Linked DNA regions of Gossypium hirsutum: regions 2 and 3 are each linked to region 1. A link is a contact called in public Hi-C data. All regions are on one chromosome and are shown on one strand. The core of a region is the stretch at or near the end of the contact, and the rest is flanking DNA. Distances in the headings are between cores, read along the strand shown. Region 1 has its middle 16 kb from the start of LOC107955132. Region 2 holds the start of LOC107955133 (ribosomal RNA large subunit methyltransferase E). Region 3 holds the start of LOC107955130 (pentatricopeptide repeat-containing protein At3g58590).

Evidence for each region. A called contact is a pair of places that touch in the nucleus more often than the background predicts.
Region 2: a Hi-C map of leaf shows a contact between it and region 1, with 2.0 times the contacts expected there. The contact joins the promoter of LOC107955133 here to the enhancer-like site in region 1. A contact is called at or near these places in 10 of 34 Hi-C or Micro-C datasets (anther, callus, cotyledon and 2 more).
Region 3: a Hi-C map of leaf shows a contact between it and region 1, with 1.8 times the contacts expected there. The contact joins the promoter of LOC107955130 here to the enhancer-like site in region 1. A contact is called at or near these places in 6 of 34 Hi-C or Micro-C datasets (anther, callus and leaf).

What each region holds. Positions count from the first base shown.
Region 1 is chrD04:11,857,812-11,860,511 of Gossypium_hirsutum_v2.1, reverse strand. No RefSeq gene overlaps it. Among protein-coding and RNA genes, the nearest start is that of LOC107955132, 16 kb to the right of the region's middle. Within about 2 kb of position 1,266, at least 3 of the 9 cell types and tissues checked have an H3K27ac peak or open chromatin away from gene starts, as enhancers often do. A contact at or near this core is called in hypocotyl and leaf, where this site is marked.
Region 2 is chrD04:11,894,715-11,897,414 of Gossypium_hirsutum_v2.1, reverse strand. LOC107955133 (ribosomal RNA large subunit methyltransferase E) reads left to right here and starts at 1,405. Exons shown (of 6, transcript XM_041091975.1): 1 at 1,405-1,841; 2 at 1,998-2,458; 3 at 2,545-2,607. The coding sequence starts at 2,279. LOC121216455 (U6 spliceosomal RNA) reads left to right here and starts at 1,414; the gene lies at 1,414-1,516.
Region 3 is chrD04:11,823,159-11,825,858 of Gossypium_hirsutum_v2.1, reverse strand. LOC107955130 (pentatricopeptide repeat-containing protein At3g58590) reads right to left here and starts at 1,276. Exons shown (of 2, transcript XM_016890853.2): 1 at 1-1,276. The coding sequence starts at 979.

The DNA.
Region 1 (2,700 bases), core at 17-2,516:
CGTGACTGAGATCTGCGCAATGACATACCATTACAAAAGTAACTAGATCAGTACTCGTCCAATGACCTTGTTATAAATGTGTTACCCTAATAAGATATCCTTAATCTCTTTGGGATAAATTTATTCTCTTAATATGATTTATTTTATCTCATGGTAATCATTATATCTTTCTTAATAAAAAGTTAATTACTATCAAATAATAATTAAGTCATTTATCTCAAAGAAGAACGACTGGCCGCGTTCGCACATGCATGTAAAAGAAACGATTTTATAAAAAAAAATTAAAACGTGATTAAGGAAAAGACCATGTTGTTGAATTGCTTAAAGATGGAAGGAAACTCAATTTGAAGACCCATTATACTTGATAGTTCCATCTATGCCACTGGAAAGCATGGATGGGTGTCTTTATTAAGTCTTTGGACGAGAAACCTTGGAAGGTGGTGCTAAATGGTTAAGAGCGTCCTACTATGGATGTTAATGGCGTAAAGACTCCCCAGCTAAAGATTACATGGATCATTAAGGAAGATAAATTGACAAATACAAATTCGAAAGCACTTGATGATCGAATTTAATTTAAAAAAATTGAAGGACAAAATTAACAAATATATATAAATATTAAAGGATGATAAACTAAAAAAAATACTTGTCAACGTTTATTGTGGTGAGCTAGAGACAAATTAGTACAATAAATTATGGTTTCACTTTAATTATCCTCTCAATAGATTGAGGTCAAAAAAGAAGGTTTGCTTTTTCTTTTTCCCCTAAATATTCTTCATGGCATGCACTTCTATGCAATCAAATAAGAAATAAGTCCACATTTAGACATTAATGATTGAATTTTATTAGCATAGCATGCTTAATGGGACACTCAAGATGGTGGGAAAACACATTGGTTACCCCACAAATCTTAATCAAGGAGGATTAGATCTCTTTGAAATTTCGGTGTTATTTGGATAATAATGATAAATCAAATCTTGCTTTTTGTTGGGATCTACAATGAATCATGATGGGTTTATTTTTGACCCTACTTTATATTCAACAATGAATCTTTCATTTATTTTCTTTTGATAATCAAGTTTTACTAACAACGCTCTTCAAAAAGATAAATCTTCTTCTTTTGTAAAAAGCCTGAACTTTCTTTCTCCCATTCTTTTTAAGGGTTATTTGGGCCCAATTTTGCCATACAGAGTGGTCCATAGTATCGTCTGCATGTTTAGATTTGGGTCCAAACTCCCAAAGTGGTGTGTCCCCCCAAAAACTATATCATAAACAATGAGAATTTGCTGTATCTTGGACAACGCCAGAACTTGACGTCCCTCTTTTAGTCAACCAAACCCAATCTCCAACATTGTAATCAACGTTAAAATTTGCTATTACTCCCTATATTAGTTTTAAATTGTAAATTTAATATTTATATATTTTAATTTAATCCATCTTAATTCTTGTACTTTTTTAGTTCTAATCCAATCGGCAGCAATTAAATTAATTTGGATCAATTTTGCTTGTAGTCTTGTAATTAGTCTACGGTCTTCAATTTGATCATTCTTAAACCCTATACTTTTTCACATTTTGAAACGTTAGTTTTAACCCAAGCGCCATCCGTTAAATTTATTAACTAGTTTTTTTGTAAGTAATATGTGAAAATAGTAAGTTGGCATAGCATTATACATGTGATAAGATCTTTCCCGTATAAGATTTTGAAAGTAAAATAACTTAATGAACCATTTGGTCATAACTGAAATGTTAAAATTCGAAAAAGTATAGGAACTTAAAATGACCACATTAATTTATAAGGACTAAATCTATAAACTTATGTATAGAGTAAGGAATAATAGCAAAATTTAAACCATAATATAAGGGTTCTAGAAGGATTTTAACCACAATATTGCGGATTTCAAAAGTAGTTCTAACTCGACTTCAATTTCACAAAATACATTTTTTAGAGATATCTCGACATTTGTGAATGTCAAAGTTTGTGCGGGTAAGGGATGTTGTATAATTGTATACGAAATCTTTATAAATCATCAAAGCCTGTGTGTGCATGTTGCAGAGGAGAGCAGTTAGGAAGGATTGTGGTTATCCTTTCATGAGCCTAACCAGTTGAGGGTTCCACAATCCAATCAACCTTCTCAGTGGAAATTATATATAATGAGTTAAAAAATACTTTTGTTAAAACATAATCGTTAAAATAATATCAAAAAATAGCGAAAGAAATTGAGAAATTGAACACACAAATTTAATGTGAAAAAAACTCTCTAAAGAGAATAAAAAACCATGGCTAAATATAATTTTACTATAATTACAAAATAACGAAGAGTACAAAAGATGGAAATAAAAACTAAACCTCGAAAATAAAGAATCCTCAAAACGTAAATACAAAATTCTCCAAAAGTATTATGAGTTCTAATCTTTTTGAATCCTCGTCTCCCTAACATCCATGTCATTTCGAATCCTCGTCGAACTCAAATAGTGCACGGTGTGCCGAACATTGGACCACAACCAATCAACTTGCCCACATCATGTTTATGTTGCTAGTTAATCTTCTCTTTATGTCGGATTGGAAGATGACGACAAATTTTGTAAAAACTTGTAATTAAAGGATTTTTTATTTTTTATTTGCCCCCACCCTTATTTTTTATTTTTCCATAATTCTTAATTTAAACAATTGAATTTAATTAAAATATCAATTTACTGTTTTAC
Region 2 (2,700 bases), core at 156-2,655, 37 kb before region 1:
GGTTGAGACGTCACAAAAACATTACCTAAGGGTAAATTTTGGCGCCAAACAATTAGTGACATAAACTTATGAAATTTTTCTAATTGTCATATAAGAAACATCATCAACTATTAAATGTGATGATTATTTGTTTTCATGACGTTTATAGTATTTTTTTTGTGATGTTATTTTGAACATCACATAGGAAATTCGTCGCAATTTGATAGTTTTGTTGTAGTGGGTGTTTGCATGGGCTTCTTAAATATGTCCATAGCCATGACATTCATGGCATTGAATTCCCTTCTTTTTATCTCTAGCAGCTTCCTCATTGATGACAACTCCTTTGGGTTTTCCTTGTTGAGGATTCTAAGGTGATTTGTTCTTGCATCACTTCTATAGCAGTGCCATGCTTAGTGAGCATTGTTTCAATAAATTGTAATGCAATGCTCTTTTCTCCTTTTCTTATATTTCTCTTTGCTTCATCTAGGTTGATCTCAAAGGTTTGAAGGGATCTAATCAACTCATCAATGCCCATTGTATCAATGTCCTTGGTTTCTTCAATGGTAGTTGCTTTGATACTAAACCTTTCAAGAAATGATCGAAGGCACCTTCTGACCAGTTTAAAGTTTATGTATTCATCTCCAAGGGCAAAAGCCTGGTCGGATAAGTCAGAGAGTTTGGCATAGAATTCCCCAACTGTTTCATTCTTCTACAGTCTTAGCTTCTCAAATTTAGTAGTGAGCATCTACAGTTTTGATCGTTTTACTATGCTTGTACCTTCATGAGCAGTTTGAAGGACACCCCAGGCTTTCTCTGCAATCTTGCATTTAGAGATTCGTTTGAACTCTTATCCATCTACATCGCAAAAGATTGCATTGAAAGCTTTCAAGTTAGCACTTTCAAGCCTCTTTTCTTCTGTAGTCCATTGCACTTCAGGTTTTGGGATCTTGACACCTGATTCTTTAGTAAAAGGTTGTTCCCAACCATTTAAAATAGATCTCCAGGCTCTTTCATTTGTGACTTTGATAAAAGAAGTCATCCTAAATTGTCTTTACCATTTATCTGGATTGTTGGAAATCATCCAATTATTTCCAAAATTTCTTCCTTTTTTTCTTCTATTAAGGCTGTATGAGAAGTGTAATGAAACATGAACAACACTAGCAATTCAAACTTTAATAATAATCTAAGCCAATATGCTAGTGATCAGCTGGGCTGACTCGGACCCATTCTTCCAGTTGAGGGAGTTGTGACACGTCAACAGCCCACGGATTTTGATTTGAGCGACACCTAGGCCTGATCCAGCCCACACCTTGGGACTTAGTCAGGATGAGGTAGGCTAGTTCATGATCTGGTTGCGAACCAACTAGATATCCCACATCAGTTAAGAACAAAGCATTGAAAGAGTTTATATAGAAACAGCAGCCAGCTTAGGCTGTCCCCTCGGGGACATCCGATAAAATTGGAACGATACAGAGAAGATTAGCATGGCCCCTGCGCAAGGATGACACGCACAAATCGAGAAATGGTCCAAATTTTTTTTTATTTTTGAAGTTGAGCTCCATGGGTGGGATTAGAATTGAGAGTTAGAATCTGGGTTTGGTCTCCATATTCGATTTGAGCCTGAGTTTGGTGAATTAGCTTCTGGGTTTTTAGAGTATATTTAAATGTTGATATTTGTGTTTGGGAGCGCCATTGTTTTTGCACTCACTGCTCATAACCCTGTGGTTTGTGTTGGCAGAATTGAAGTACCAAGATGAACTGGAATTGGGAACCATTGAGGAATGAATTTGGATGGGAAGTTCAAAACTGATACGATGCAGCTGACAACCAAAAGGAAAAGAAAAGAGAGTTGAAGCAACATGGTAGTGCAGCAGTATCAACTGTTAAATTTTATTGTCATTCTAAGATAATTAAACAATTGATCAAAGGAGAAGCACTTGGATGGATTTCAGTTTCACAGAATTTCAAACTTCCACGTCTAGCTTTCTTTACATATTTTATCCAACGTTATATATCAGGTTGGGGTCAAGCTAGGGCTAAACCAAGTCAAGTTAAGCCCATGGGTCTGACCGGCAAATGCTGAATTGATAGATAAAGGGTCGTCTGATTTTCAAAATTCCACTTCGCAAAACGGCCCACAATTACAGGCTTAAGCACAAATGGGAGCTTCGAGGCCTTTGAGAAAAAAGTAAAAAACCCAGAGCAGGGTTTTACATCAAAGAGAGTTTTAGAAATTTGGCATCGATGAGTGGAGGTGGAGCACCCGATTTTTTCTACAGGGAAGCTCAACGTCTCGGCTATGTTGCTCGTTCAGCTTTCAAGGTTTCGGTTTTCATTACTTTTTCTTTTCATCGTTTCATTTCTTTTTAATAAATTCTTGCTTGGTTTTCAGTTGCTTCAAATACAGAATCAATATAAGTTAATAAAGCCAGGTTTTTCAGTTCTTGACCTTGGTTGTGCCCCTGGTGCTTGGCTTCAGGTTTTTCCCTTTTGCTTCAAAAAGTTGCTTCTCTTCTTTTTCTGAGTCCCTGTTGATCTGTATATGGATTTTTCATATTGTTATAGGTTGCTTGTCAGAGTTTGGGTCCATTGAAGAATGGTGGGGCTGTTGTGGGAATTGATGTTAAGGTAATATTCACTGCTTGAAAGCCTCTACAATTTCTTATGTTTTGTTTTGGTAAGACAAGTGAAAGATTTTCTTAGTATGATTGTAATTTATGG
Region 3 (2,700 bases), core at 27-2,526, 35 kb after region 1:
AATTACTACAAGAAGCAATTATAATAACGAAAGTAGTATGGTTTGGCATCATTCCTTCCCAGGACATTTGGAAGAAGAAGCCTAAAGCTTTTTGAGGATGTTCATCCTTTTCCAATGCTCCAATAATTGTATTCCAGGACACAACATCAGTAATACGCATCCCCTCAAAGACTTTTTCTGCTAAGCAGATTTGCGCACATTTGACATATGCATTAATAAGAGAATTTGTAACAGTAACTTCATGATCAAAACCACATTTAATCACTAAACCATGTATCTGTTCTCCAAATTCCAAATCAAGCTCACCTTTCAAGCCAGACAAAACGCCCACAAATGAAGAGTCAGACAAAGAGGCCTCCACCCTCTGGAGCTCACGAAACAAAAGCATACAATCTTTAACCAAACCATGATGTGCACACAAAGAAATAATTGAGTTCCATGTTACCAAACTCTTCCTCGGCATGTGATCAAATGCCTGGAGTGCCTCAGAAACGCACCCGTACCTTCCATACAGACCTAACAAAGCAGTACCGACAAAGGAATCTGCGAAGAACAATCCATTCTTGACAACCAATGCTTGTAATTGAACCCCACCAGAGAGACTCAATGCCTGCGACGATAAGAGTCCCGCCAACACATAGGGAGTAGGCAAAAAACCATAACTCCTCATCGAAGAAAACAATTCGCAAGCGGCCCAGAGGTCCCCAGATTTACCATAGGCAGTGATCATCGAACTAAACGATACTGTATTTCTGTTGGTCATATTGTCAAACACTTTGCGTGCCACTGGTAAATGCCCGAGTGATGCATACTGAGAGATGATATTGTTGAATAAAAAGATGGGTTGGGAGGCGTAAGGGCCGAAGGTGATGGCAAGGGCGTGCAGAGACTGGGTGGATATAAGGAAAGGAAAAGCTGAGCTAGATTTGAGTAATTGAAGGAGACGGTGTTGGGTTTTTAAGAAATCGTAGCAGCTCATGCAGGCGGGAAAAGGTGGTCAAGTAGCACGTCTGAAGGTTTTCCGGTGTTGGTCTTATCGTAGTAGACCAAGCACAGACAGCAGGCTATTGCAAATCTCTACATAATACATATCGAGACATTCACTGTTCAACAGTAAAAAAAACAAACCAAACCCCGACCAAAACTGTAAATTGTATCCGTTCCGAGCAAAGCCGAACATCAAACCAAGGTTTTTTATATAAATAATCTAAAAATATTAATTAATTACAAGAATAACTATATACAAAAATGGTACTAGTTGGTGTCACTTCACTAACCAGCAACACCATTCCTTTTACCCCTTATCATGAATTTTTTTTTTTTGGGTATAATCACTATTATATATTTTTTAAAATATCTGCGAAAAATATGAAATTCACGGTGGAGAAAAAATAATATATTTTTAATGAGTATCACCAGTGTGTGAAGCAATTTTTAAAAAGAAAATGATCAGTTAAAATAAATTTTAATGTGCAATGCTAACGTGCATAGATGGGGAATGAGTATCGCATCAGTTAATTTTTAAAAAGAAAATGGTCAGTTAAAAAAGAACTCACCTAAATCTGTTCTTTGCGAGCATCCTTGAGGTTATTGTTGCTCTTATTCACCCTGATAAGATAATAACTGAATAATTCTTCTACTTCCTCAAGCTTAATGTCCATTTCTCTCAACTTCTTAATACTTGCCTCAACCTGCTTCAAAACAGTCAATCTCTTTCTTAGTTGCTGAAGTTTCAATTCTAATGCCCGTTTTCCATCTAATTCTTTCTCCATTTGAATTATCCTATTATGGAGTTCCTCTGTATAAACGATGGTCAAGCCATATTGTCAATTCTCGCAATTCCGAAACCAACAAGAAACTATGTAGAATTGAAGATAAAGGCATGAGCAACAAACAAACCTTGAGATCATCAGCGAGTTTTCTTGCATTTTCATCAGCTTTTGCACTATTTTCAAAAGAAATATGTTAGTTTCTCAATAGTTCTTTGAACAATATTCCTTAGCAAACACGGAACCAGCACAAGTAACTAAAATTGTTATTTCTTTATACAAAACAAATTCATTATTTGAAATTATCAATGGTAGACTCCTAGCCTGCAAGTGTCATGGGTTGCGCATGGGAGCACGCAACCATGACAAACTTGTGCGATCCATCGTATTTGAGGGAGGTCATTTGGCCCAACCAAACTGGCCCGTTGCCTGGAGAGATTAAAAGCCCATCCCAAGAGCCTGGTAAATATGGGAAGTGATCCAAGAAGATCTGATTATGTAATCTTAGAGTTCTAATTGTATACGGCTTCTAATTGTGTCTTAGAGTTCTAATTGTATACAACTTTTAATTGTAGCCTTTGATGGACTTTGAGGCTCAACTATAAATAGAGACCTCCTTGCTCATTGTAATTTATTAAGTTATCAATAATAATTTTGAGAGTATTCACTCAAACTTTTCTCTCAAGTGTCCTTGCTTTTCTGTGACTTTCGTTCATTTTTTAACGTTCGTTCTTACTTCGTTCTTCTGCTGTTCTTCATGGGTACCTTGAGGGAATTCTGTTGAATTCTTTATCATTGCAAGTTAGACCAGCTTAGGCGTTTTTGCTGTTGAATCCTTTATCATTGCGAGTTAGGCTGACTTACGCATTTTTAAGCAAAGAAACTGCCTAAGGTCGACATCTTTCATTGCTCTTTCGTGTGAGTTTGCTTC